Linked DNA regions of Mus musculus: regions 1 and 3 are each linked to region 2. A link is a contact called in public promoter capture Hi-C data. All regions are on one chromosome and are shown on one strand. Each heading gives the region's core, a stretch centred on a gene start, on an enhancer-like site or on the middle of the called end of the contact. The rest is flanking DNA. Distances are from core to core; before and after follow the strand shown.

What was found. Promoter capture Hi-C pulls out the DNA fragments that hold promoters and counts their contacts.
Region 1: a contact with region 2 is called in a promoter capture Hi-C map of the HPC-7 cell line. The contact joins the enhancer-like site here to the promoter of Cd163 in region 2. A contact is called at or near these places in 7 of 39 promoter capture datasets (the HPC-7 cell line, cranial neural crest, embryonic stem cells and 2 more) and 2 of 9 other capture datasets (embryonic stem cells and macrophages).
Region 3: a contact with region 2 is called in a promoter capture Hi-C map of the HPC-7 cell line. The contact joins the promoter of Vmn2r19 here to the promoter of Cd163 in region 2. A contact is called at or near these places in 7 of 39 promoter capture datasets (the HPC-7 cell line, cranial neural crest, embryonic stem cells and 3 more) and 1 of 9 other capture datasets (liver).

What each region holds. Positions count from the first base shown.
Region 1 is chr6:123,338,111-123,342,116 of GRCm38.p6, reverse strand. No RefSeq gene overlaps it. Among named protein-coding and RNA genes, the nearest start is that of Vmn2r19, 32 kb to the right of the region's middle. Within about 2 kb of position 2,511, at least 3 of the 459 cell types and tissues checked have an H3K27ac peak or open chromatin away from gene starts, as enhancers often do. A contact at or near this core is called in the HPC-7 cell line, where this site is marked.
Region 2 is chr6:124,301,775-124,305,945 of GRCm38.p6, reverse strand. Cd163 (CD163 antigen) reads right to left here and starts at 1,295. Exons shown (of 17, transcript NM_053094.2): 1 at 1,161-1,295; 2 at 66-149. The coding sequence starts at 1,206. It overlaps Gm25311 (a small nucleolar RNA gene), which reads left to right and starts at 1,518; the gene lies at 1,518-1,649.
Region 3 is chr6:123,306,921-123,310,794 of GRCm38.p6, reverse strand. It overlaps Vmn2r19 (vomeronasal 2, receptor 19), which reads right to left and starts at 2,462. Exons shown (of 6, transcript NM_001104632.1): 1 at 2,248-2,462; 2 at 873-1,170. The coding sequence starts at 2,462.

The DNA of each region.
Region 1 (4,006 bases), core at 1,262-3,761, 970 kb after region 2:
TTCTTTGTAGCAAAATGATGGGTTCTGTTTTAACATCCATTCTGTAAGTTTTGTCTTTTTATTGGGAAAATGAGTTCATTGATGTTAAAAGATATTAATGAGTAATGATTATTAATCATTAGATTGATGTTGATGGTGGTGATGTATGTGTTAGTGTGTAGGTGCATGCATGTGTGTGCACTTGTTCTCTTGGCTTTGTTGGTGTGGATTCATTTATTTCCTGTAGTTTTTTTCAAGTCACTGGGTTGTAGTTTTTCTTCTAGTATCTTTTGTTTATTAGTTAGTTTGTTTTGTCTTGTTTTGTTTTTTTAAGACAGGGTTTCTCTGTGTAGCCATGGTTGTCCTGGAACTCACTCTGAATAACAGGCTGGACTTTAACTCAGAAATCTGCCTAACTCTGCCTCCCAAGTGCTAGGATTGCACGTGTGTGCCAGTCCTGGCCTGTTTTTTTTTTTTTTCTTTACATCATACTTTTATTTTAGGTTTTCTAAACATTTAAAAATTACTACAAAGAACCAAACAAACCAGGAGCTGGTTCTATGAGAAAAATCAACAAGATAGATAAGCCCTTAGCAAAATGTACTAGAGGACACAGAGACAGAAAACAGATCAATAAAATCAGAAATCAAAAGGAAGATATAACAACAGAAACTGAGGAAATTCAGAAGATCATCAGATCCTATTACAAGAGTCTATACTCATTAAAACTGGAAATAATGCTTCATAGAAGCCATATTTATAATAGCCAGAAGCTGGAAAGAATACAGATGTCCCTCAACAGAGAAATGGACACAGAAAATGTGGTGCATTTACACAGTGGAACAATATTCTGTTATTTAAAACAATGACTTCATGAAATTCACAGGCAAATGGATGGAACTTGAAAATATCCTGAGTGAGGTAACCCAGTCACAAAAGAACACACATGATATGTACACACTGATAAGTGGTTATTAGCCCCAAAGTTCGTGATACCCAAGACAAAATTCACAGACAATATGAAACTCAAGAGTAAAGAAGACCAAAGTGTGGATCCTTCGGTGCTTATTAGAAAGGGGAAGAAAATGCACACAGGGTGAATTATACCGACAAAGTGTGGAGCAGAGATTGAAGGTAAGGCCATCCGGAGACTGCCCCACCTGGGGTTCTAACCCATATACAATTCCCAAACCTGGACAATATTTTGGATGCCAAGAAATGCTTACTGACAGGAGCCTGATATGGCTGTCTTCTTAGAGGCTCTGCCAGATCCTGACAAATACAGAGGTGGTTGCTCACAGCCAACCATTGAATTGAACGCCAGGTCCCAAATGGAGGAGTTGGAGAAGAAACTGAAGGACCTGACAGGATTTCAACCCAATGCATGGTCAACAGGCCATACCCCCACCAAGCTCCTGGAGACTGGACCACCAAACAAAGACTACACATGGAGGGACCCATGGCTCCAGCTGCATATGTGGCAAAGGATAGCCTTATAGGACATCAGTGGGAGGAGAGGCCCTTGATCCTGAGGGGTTTTAATGACCCAGTGAAGGGAAAAACCAGGGCAGGAAGGTGGAAGTGAGTAGGTGGGTGGGTGCAAGAGCACCCTCATAGAGGCAGGACAAGGTGGGGAGGATAGGATAGGTGTATTCTGGAGGGGAAATCTAGAAGGGGGATAACATTTGAAATGTAGAAAAAGAAAATATCCAATAAAGGGGAGGGGGGAACCCAGTAAGGTGGCCAACTGATGACTTCAGCACACTCAGAACAATAATGGGTGGAAATTTTCTAAAAGAAACAATCCATGGGAGGGCTGGGCAAACCTGAGGAAGGCCTGACACCTGCTGGTGATTGAGCAGCAACACACTGACATCTATTTGTTTACATTCTCTAGGACACTGCAGCCAGAAACTACACCTTCCCATCAGAACTGCTTGTTCCATAAGATACTAAAATGTTGTGGGTAGTTTTAAACATTCCTACTATGAACATAAGGCTGGCTGGTTGTTTACCTCCTTGGTTATTCTTGGCTTTAATTTTTACATTTTTAATCTTCACACTTGCATAATTATCCTTTTGCTTTAATTTTTATAGTAAAATATAACAAAATAAAATAAAACTCAAAGTTCAATAAGACAAACCAACAGGAGAAAGAGCCCAAGAGAAGGCAAAAGAATCAGAGACCAAGTTTGCATACTCATGAATACCGAAAAGCATTAAACTAGAAACCATGTATATACATAGAGGATGAGGTTTTAACTCATGCAAGCCCTGTGCATGCTGCTTAAGACTCTGTGGGATCATATGAGCTTTGCTCATTTGATTTAGAGGGCCATGTTTCCTTGCTGTTTTCTATCCCCTCTGGCTCTTAAATTCTTTCTGCCTCCTATTCTGAAGTGTCTTCTGAGCTCTGACAAGAGGGATTTGATGAAGACATTTCATGTATGACGGATTGCTCCAAGGTCTCTCATTCTGTGTAATGTATGGCTGTGGGTCTCTGTGTTTGTCCCCATCTGCTGAAAGAGGAAGCAATTATAATTTGTATTTGTAGGACCTACATGGTGAAAGTGGAGAAATTCTGGCATGGAGAACTACAGGACTGGAGAGAAGGGAAAGTGAGATTTGTTCAATATGGAGGATGTACTTATATGAAGATGTTTTATAAAGAGAAAAGATGCAGTGGCCCCTGTCTTTAATCCAGGGCTAAGGAGCAATGGAAATACAGAGCACAACTGTTCTGTACTTGATCTCCAACTGAAATTCAAAAGGCTTCCCTCAAAGTTAGAAACTGACTTCTGGAAACACCAGGTCATGTTTTTCCAAATGCTTTTTATTAGGAATCAATATAGAAGTGTATTAACAGAATTGGATGCTAAAGTTATACATGGAGACAATCATATACTCTCAAATAAAATATAAATAAAATTTAAGAGACGTTAAGCATTGAATACTGTTTATTGTTGCAATCTGTGGTGTAGCTGATAGAGACCAAAGACAACAAAATGTTTGAGGATGAAGCCAGAGAACAGCCAAGGTAAAAGAAACATTTCTCTTGATATTGACGAAGCCCAGAAAATTCTAGATGAAATGAAAAAAAAAACTAAACTATTTTTTATCATTGTTGAACCATAGGATTTCCCAAAAAGTACAAACTATAGTCTGATTATTCACCATGTCAGTGTAACTTAAAATAAAAGGAGAAATCATTTCATAATTTCAATGTGATAAAATTTAAGTGTGACAAAGGCTAAGTAATTTGTACAGATTGCATCTTTTAGATAGGTACTAGAGTTGAGGCCCCAGTTATTCAAATATAATTTAGAAAGTAATTTAGTAGGTCCTAACAAATGAATATCTTTTGCTAAAATAATTATTATAAAATGAAGTTCTAGATAATCTATATGCATATATATCAGTAAACTAATACAGAAATAGGAGAAACTTCACTTCCAATAGAAAATGATAAAAGTCCCAAATTATGTCATGAAGATTAACATAATTTGACATAGAAAGATTTAATATTCATTCTTGGAAAAGACTGAATATAGCTAAATTATGCCACTACTTGTGTAGACTCCTAAAGGAAGCTTAATAAATGCAATAATCCAGAGTAAATATAAAGAATACCATATTTATATATAACTAAAAACTGACAATTTTAACAATGTATAATTTAAGAATGAAAATTGATATTTATGACAGAGCAAAGAATTAACACAAGGCTTACAATGAGGCTCCCCTCCAGAGAATTACATTTATTGAAATTGTTGAAAAATGGAAAAGGGTGGCTTTAACTCTTGTAATATTTCTTATGCAAAATTGCACAAATAGATTATTTATATAATAAAAAGTTTTTAAACAGTTCATGTGATTTCATGATATTGTGACTCCATGTATTTATAAATCATAATCAGGTAATAGATATGCATTGCTTTTGAGAAATTACTGAATAATAGAGAGTCTCCATTGACCAAATAGTGATTTCCACACTCTGCCTGTTTACAAAATGCTTGAATGTATGAAT
Region 2 (4,171 bases), core at 46-2,545:
GATTTTGTTTGACAATTCATATCAGAGCAGGCCAAGGCAATAAGTAAGTTGATCAAAATACTCACCAGGAGCGTTAGTGACAGCAGAGGCACTGAGAAGTGAGCTCACAGCCACAACAAAGAAACCTAGATGGACAAACCTTTTACAACCTGTGAAACAAGGGGCAGGAGTGAAATTTACTAACAAGAGATTTTGGAGAAGAGAAGGTCCTGAGTTTGGGATCTGACAAAGACTAAACCAAGACAAAGAAAGACCCTTCCTTTGGCAAGTGGGAAAGATTCCGATCGAGAACGACAGGGCTGGTAGAACAACTTCAGAAATACAACTGTTTATTGTTTACGTGCAGCCCAGGAGTGAGGATTTGTGAAAACGCTGGGCATGGAGGCAAACTTTAAAGGCAGCTTCTTAAGCCTGAGCTCTTGAAAGAGACATCAACCAAACTAGTGACCGAGCATGTTCTCTGTACATTATAGGACAGCTTTCTGAGCTCTCTCTCTGTCCCTCTACTTTCTTGGCATCAATTAAACACACCCCCACCCGCATGTCTATCTGGTCCACAAAGTTTCCTAACAACTTCATGAAAGAATGGCTGGTATTTCTTACATCATGACTGTTCCACCAACAGGACCTGCATTCTCAGTTGTGTGACAAATAGTCTACTTTACATCCTCAAACACCCAAATGTTAATCTTATCACCATCCCCCATACAGCATAAAAAAGTGCCATATAGCTCTGAGCTCCACAGTGACCACAACTCAGCACTCATGCGAAACTGAAGAATGAGTTTAGCCAGCCCATAAACATCATGAAGCAGAATTTTGCACTGAGTTGGTTTTCCACATTTCCTATTGGAAATCAACTTTTAATCAGCATTGACCCCTACACTTTGTCTTTCCTAACAGCCCATGTTTCACACCCAGGACAGTTTTGCTTACTTCAGGTCCTGACTTGATTTCACCTCAACAATTTTATAAAATGAATAAAAGCATTGCTTCCTACTTTACGATTTCAGTTTGGGGTCTATGGTTGATGAAAAGCACTTTCATAGGACCCAGATGCCCCTTGCTATTCCTCGCTCTCCTATGCCAATCACATCCATTCACTGTCAGAACATCTCTCAACTCAAATTAAAGGATAGATATCAATAAGACACTTTTACCAGGAGATCCAGCACCTCCAAGAAGAACCATTCTGTGTCCACCCATTCCAAAGCTTGATGATTTTGATGGCTCCGTGTGTCTCCTGATACTATTTCATAGACGTGTTCTCTGTAGAAAGTGGATGACCACGGAGGGAGAGAATCATCTCACTCTTAAGACTGGAAAGGCTCTAGAAGGAGGGAGGAGCCAATCTTAAAGGGAGAGTCCTTATTTCTTTTATCCTCTTTCTCCTCCCACTTTGGAACACAGAACAACCAAAGGAAAGTTTAACAGTTTTCATAGATTTCCAAAAACTAGGGAGTGTATTTATTCATATGTTGCTCTTGATTGAATAGTTTAATTAATTGATTGATTAATCTGCTCTTAGAGATGTTGCAAGTGTGGCTTCTGTGTCACACCTGCGTTAGTTGGTGGCAGAGAGGAGAGATGCTGTGACTATGCTCAGTGTTCTGACCTGTGAACTCATGAATGATTAGTAGCCTAGCACACCTGGAAAAAAGAAAGTCCGAGACAACCATGAGTCTGGTGCCTTGGAGGCCTGGATGAGCTCCCAGAGTAGGGAGTAAGCCAGAGACCATAAGAACCCTACCTCGGACCACGGGTTCAGGGGTGGGAGCGGGGTTGGGGAAGGAGTGAGCCCAAGACAGCTGACCCTTACATAGGGCCACTCAGGAAGGCCTGGGCATTGTGATCACCAGTCCAGCTCCATGGAGCCTGAACACGGATCTAGCTTGAGATGAGCACTAGTCAATTGCAGCACAGGCCTAGGGGCAGACAATGCCTGAGATGACCCCTGACCAGTGTCGTAATGTATGGGTAGTACATAGCACTCCCGAGACTACTCCTAAAATGAACCCACACACTCAGAGACTCTGTTTACCACTAAAAGAAGCAAGTAAGTGGTGGAGAAATGGAAGAGAAAGAGAAACAGAAGGATGTGGGCACAATGAAGAGAGGTACAACTGAAGACTAGAGGGCAAGTAGCTGGGGTACTGGCCTGAGCTATCACCTGGGGCCATGTCTGGGTCTGTGACCCTAAAACAGCAGGGGTCTGTTACTATCAAAGGCTAGGCAGACAGACATCCCTGGTTTGGGCTGCTTTCTGGGGCCATGCTGATGTCTGAGGGCTGGGTAGAACTGGCCCCACCCTTTACCTGGGCATCCTGAAAGAGCTGGCCCTGGGGCTGTGAGAGCAGATCCTACCCTTACCTAGGGGTAGTACTCAGGAAAGCAGGCCGTGCACCTTGCCTGGGCCTCACAGTAGGGCTGGTCTTGGATGTGGGGATTGCAGCTAAATCAACCCCAAGGGTAAAAAGCATGCGTGATTCAGCCCTACCTCTTGTCTGCTGTGTGGTGGTGGCAGCGAGGGAAGAACCTCTCATCACCCACGGCAGATGGGAGAGCTGGTCATGAGAGCTGGGGAGCTGTCTCTGACAGCACTCGGGTGAGCAGGTCCTGCACCTTGTCTCCACAGCACAGTAGAACTGCCCGTAGACGTGGGGGTTGTGGTCCTGAGGGTGTGAGTATGGGAGAGCCGGCTTTGGGTCTTGTCTTCTTCGTGGCGCAGATGAAGGAGAGATGCGCTCCTCCCCATTCTCTCGTTCCTTACCACCTATGGCAGGCAGGAGATCTGGCTCCAGGGTCATGAAAGTGAAATAATTGTCCCTGTTCCCCACTGACTGCAACAATCAGGTTAGTGGGCCCTGCACCTCACCTGGAAAGTAAGGTAGAGCTTGCTTTGGTTGTGGAGGCTGTGGCTGAGCCAGTTCCAGGACAGGAGAGCAGGACAGCTAGCCTAGCCCCTTGCCTACTGTAGCACTCAAGAGAGTGGGCCCTGAACCTTGCCTGGGCAGCACAGTAGAATTGACTTTGATGGCATGGGAGTGGGAGAGCCTGCTCTGCCCCTTGCTGGCTGCAGCATTGGATGGGCTAGCCTGGGCAGGTAGGAAAGCTCGTCCTGATGGTGTGGGTACAGGAGATCCGGCAGGTTGACCAACTTAGATAACTTTCAAGCCCAGATGCAGGTCTTTGAGTTTGCCTACCCCAGTATCTACCATACGATATAGTGCTGACGTGTGTGAAGGGGCAGTCCTACAGATCCAAAACTATAGGATCTCCACGACACAGGGCAAAACAGGATATCCAACGAGGGTCCCAGTGAGGTTCCAGTGTTGATGGTGTAGCAGAAGCCAGAGGCCTCGTACCAAACCAAAGAGTCCTTGCAGTGAACATTTTCAAGCAAAGACGTGTGGACTAAAGGGTATTCCGTGGGGGAGCACTGACATACTGCAACTTCCATAATGAGATTTTTTGTTCTCTGTTGTAAGGGAGGTTGCAAGGATATAGGGCAGGTATGGTAGGGGAGGAGGTGGGGGGGAGATAACCGGGGATTGGGGTGCTGATGTGAAATTCACAAAGAACCAATAAAAAGTTTTAGAAATTAATTGATTATGCCTTATTTATGTATGTGGGTACCAACACAGTCTAGGAGAGGACATTGGAGCCCTTGGAACTGGAGTTACAGGAAGTTGTTTATCCGCCATGTGGGTGCCGGGGTTAGAATTTGGTCCTTTACAAAAGTGGCAAGTGCTTTTAATGGCTAAGACATCTCTCCAGATCCTATTTTATTATATCATATTCTATTTATTCATTTTACATACCCCTCACTGTCCATCCTCCTGATCACCTCCTCCCACAATCCTTCCTTCCATCCCTTCTTCCCCTTTTCCTTAGAGAGGGTGGAGCCCCCTACGTATCCTCCCACCAAGGAACATCAAGTCTCTGTAGGACTAGGCCCATCCTTTTTCACTGAGGCCAGACAAGGCAGTACAGCTCCAAGAACATATCCCACAGACAGGCAACAGCTTTTGTGATAGCCCCCTTCCCTGGGACTCCAGTTGTTTGTGACCCACATGACAACCAAGCTGCACATCTGCTACATATGTATGTGTTGGGGGAGGTGTAGGTCCAGCCTGTGTATGCTCTTTGACTGGTGGTTCAGTTTCTGAGA
Region 3 (3,874 bases), core at 1,213-3,712, 1.0 Mb after region 2:
TGCAAACACTCCCCACAACTGGTCAGAGTGTGTCTGACTCACAGTTCTTTGGAAAGGTAAATGCAATGTGACAATGTGAGCTGATACCACAGTAAAAGAATCAGGAAAATGTCCATGGTTGTTACACTGAAGATACATGAGTAGAATTATTGTACTCCTCATGCTTGGTGATGCTCTAAAACTGGATACAAAAGAAAGTCACTATTAACAATGGTACAAGACAAGCAACATTTTCTTGGAGTTGTTACAATACAGGTTAGCTGTCTCATGTGAGGCTATTCCAGTGCCTGGCAAATGCAGAAGTGGATGCTCACAGTCATCTATTGAATGGAACACAGGGCCCCCAATGGAGGAGATAGAGAAAGTACCCAAGGAGCTGAAGGGGTCTGCAACCAAATAGGTGGAACAACATTATGAACTAACCAGTGCCCCAGAGCTCATTTCTAGCTGCATAGGTAGCAGAAGATGGCCTAGTGGGCCATCATTGGGAAAAGAGGCCCCTTGGTCTTGCAAAGAGTAGAGGGGAACACCAGGGCCAAGAAGTGGTGGGTACGGGAGCAAGGCGGGGGGAGGGTACAGGGAACTTTCAGGATAACATTTGAAATGCAAATAAAGAAAATATCTAATAAAAAAAAAGAATACAGGTTGTCATTACTTTATCTTTAGTTTTCAAATTTAAAGGTTTTTAAATTAAATTTGTTATACACACATGATTTCATCTTATGAATAGATTATACTTTATAGTTAAAATGATAACTAAATAGTAAATTTTTAAGTAGTTCCATACCTCATCAACAAACAATAACTGAATTAACTAGCATTTATTACTATGTTACTATGTTTAACCCAAGGAACCATGATTCTTTGCATACCTGTGGGATGTTGTAGAGACTTAGAACTCGGGAGATCTGAGTTGATATTCCTGTTGAAATGCCTCCTATCACTGCAACCAGCTTATCAGTCTTCTCAGGCCTGCAGCTGTAGTTAGGAATTGGGGGGCTCTCTCCTGAGATCAAAGCCATAGAACTTTCCATGGCCTTCATCTCAAGATAGTCAACATTGAAGAGATAGAATCCCAGGGACATATTGAACAGAATATTTGGGTCCTTGTTGATTTTTTCTGTAGCAAAAACCATTGCCAATATATGTTGATAATGTTTGGTAAGATGCCTATGATGAAATATTATAAAGATAATTTTTGTGTTCTTTTTAATATTAATTTTTAATTAAAATATAATTACATGAGTTACCTTCCTTTCTTTTCTCCTTGTAGCTCTTCTCATGCTCCCTCTTAAACTCTGGATTTTTATTTTTAATAATCTAAGTCATATAAAGAATATACACAATAATCCAAGAAATAAACAGGATATTCTATATTAAAAATGTAGAAGAATTAGTGTTAAAATGAAGATTCATAGCACAATTTTTGCTTTTGAATTTTTTTGAGACAGTGTCTCACTATTCAGCCCAGGCTGGACTGAAACTCACTATGTAGACTAGGTTAACCACAGTCTCATAGAGATTCATCTGCCTCTGCTTCTCAGGTTGTGGGATTAAAGGTTTGCACCAACACATACTTTTGAATATACAATTTTCACATTTTACTGTGCAATTCGTGTCTGAGAAATTGAAATGGAGGAGAAAAGCAAACATTTAAACTTAGTATTTCTTGTGGTCTTCGAAAGTAGAATAAACCTCAGGAAAATACACAGTGCTTGATCAAACATAGCAATTTTAAAAAATAGTGTCATGTCAATTTAAATAGGAAAAATAACATGTTTTCAGTACAATACACTAAATATCTACCAAGAAAAAATTTTTACTTCAAAGTGCTTTCAACACCTTCTTACATATTTAAGAGATTCCGCATGAGTAGAAGGAGACACACAGAGAGAAAGTCATGGCTGATTAGCTCTTGGTATTTGGTGGCTACTGGGGAAGAGAGAGTCAGTTTCCTTCCAGGAAGTTTCGTTTGCCTACACTCTAGATGATGTCCTATACTCCTGCAGTACTGGCATGCCTAAATGAACTCAGTAGATTAAAAAGTGAGATGGAGACAGAATAGATAAAGTTGAGAGAGAGAGAGTGTGAGAGAGCGAGAGAGGCAGAGAGAGCATGAACTTGAGACAGGAGACAGTGGACATTGGGGTGGGGGGAAGCAGTAGAGGAGGGTTTGATCAACATATATTATATATATGTATGAAATCCTGAAGAAATATTTTTAAATGAGAGAAGCCAAACACTTACGCATAAAGAAATTCTGATAAATAGAATGCATCTTTAAAGCTAAATTTACTTATGAAGCGTCTAATCATCACTCTAAGGGAGAAGAGTCCTCCAATCACAAAATCCCCATCTTGATAGTAGCCAGGAGAAGCAGGTATACTTAAGGAGAAACAAGACATTTGTTCCTGGAACACAATGAGAATAATCCAGAGAGAGAAGGCAATGAGTAATCTCATATTTACGTTGATAAAAAAATGGATAAAACCCGGAAATCTGTTCAGTTGAGAGTCATGGATCCCAATAACACATCAACAAACTGATAAAACATGTGGCTGTCTGGTCAGTGTTGATCAAGTTTATAAAGCATTGTTTTGTCCTGATACAGGCCCACCAGTATCCAAACACTTCCTCAGTTCCCTGGAGTACAATCTGCTTTGCACCTACATAGCCCTAGATTATGTCCCCTTCACAGAGTCACTGTGAGTCTCCAAGGGCTCAGGAACCTGGCACCTAGTAATCCTGATTGTTGGCAGGAAAACACACAATTAAGAAAAGTGTGAAGTCCTCTCAAACACCTGTGGGGTGTTTACACTCAGTGAACTGAGACTTCTCAAGGTCCCAAGGTAAAGAGAGACTAACCAGTGGAAACATAATGAAGTCATGAAGCGTCATCTGAAAGATGACATCAAAGGGTTCAGTGGGGGAGCAGGGCGGGACTCATAATCTTTTAGCATAAATGTAATTCTAACATATTTCTGTATGTCCAAGACAAAATCTCTCATTAGAAAAAATTATGTTTGATTACTATATAGGGCAAATTATTAACATGTGTATTTTTTAACATCTTACATTGTATATGCTTATGAATAGAAATAATACACATCGTGAAAATTAAGTCTAAACACTTACTTCACACAGTTTTTTTTCAAGTACTGGTGTGATTTCAGAATTATTTACTACAGAGAAAGCAAATCATGGGATACTTATTGCTTTTAAAAATGTCTCTTGTGCATGAATGAGGTCCAATGTGTTAAGCAAATTTTCTTTTTTCCCCTTTCTTTCTCTCTCTCTCTCATTCATTCATTTTTGGTGCTGACATTCTAGGAGACTGCACTTAGAGCATGGTGTATGCTGGGCAATACTCTACTTTAGAGTCACATCTTTAGCCTTTTTAAATCTTTAAAGGCATGTAATAGGCTGCCCAGGTTGTCCTTGCAATTGTGAACCTCCTGTCTCAATCTTCTTAGTTGCAGATACCGGTGTGCGTCACCAAGCATAACTGTTACCGTATTTTGATGTGAATATATATAATATATATATTTGTAATAAGAAATTCAGATGTATAAAGATATATGTCACTTGTTTTGCAAATCAGATTAAGTCCATTCACATGGAAAATACACTTCATCACAGCTCCTAAGGGGGTAAGAACCTGTAGGTAAGAGTGTGTACAGAGGCTTTGTTACTCAGAACATGAGGAAAATCACACCTTATCCTCATCTTATTTCTTTGGGTCTGTGGATTGTAGCATGGTTATTCTTTACTTTAAGGCTAATATCCATACCTAAGTGGTTACATACTACCTTCATCTTTCGGGGACTCAATTACCTCACTCAGGATGATATCTCTATCCATTTACTGGCAAATT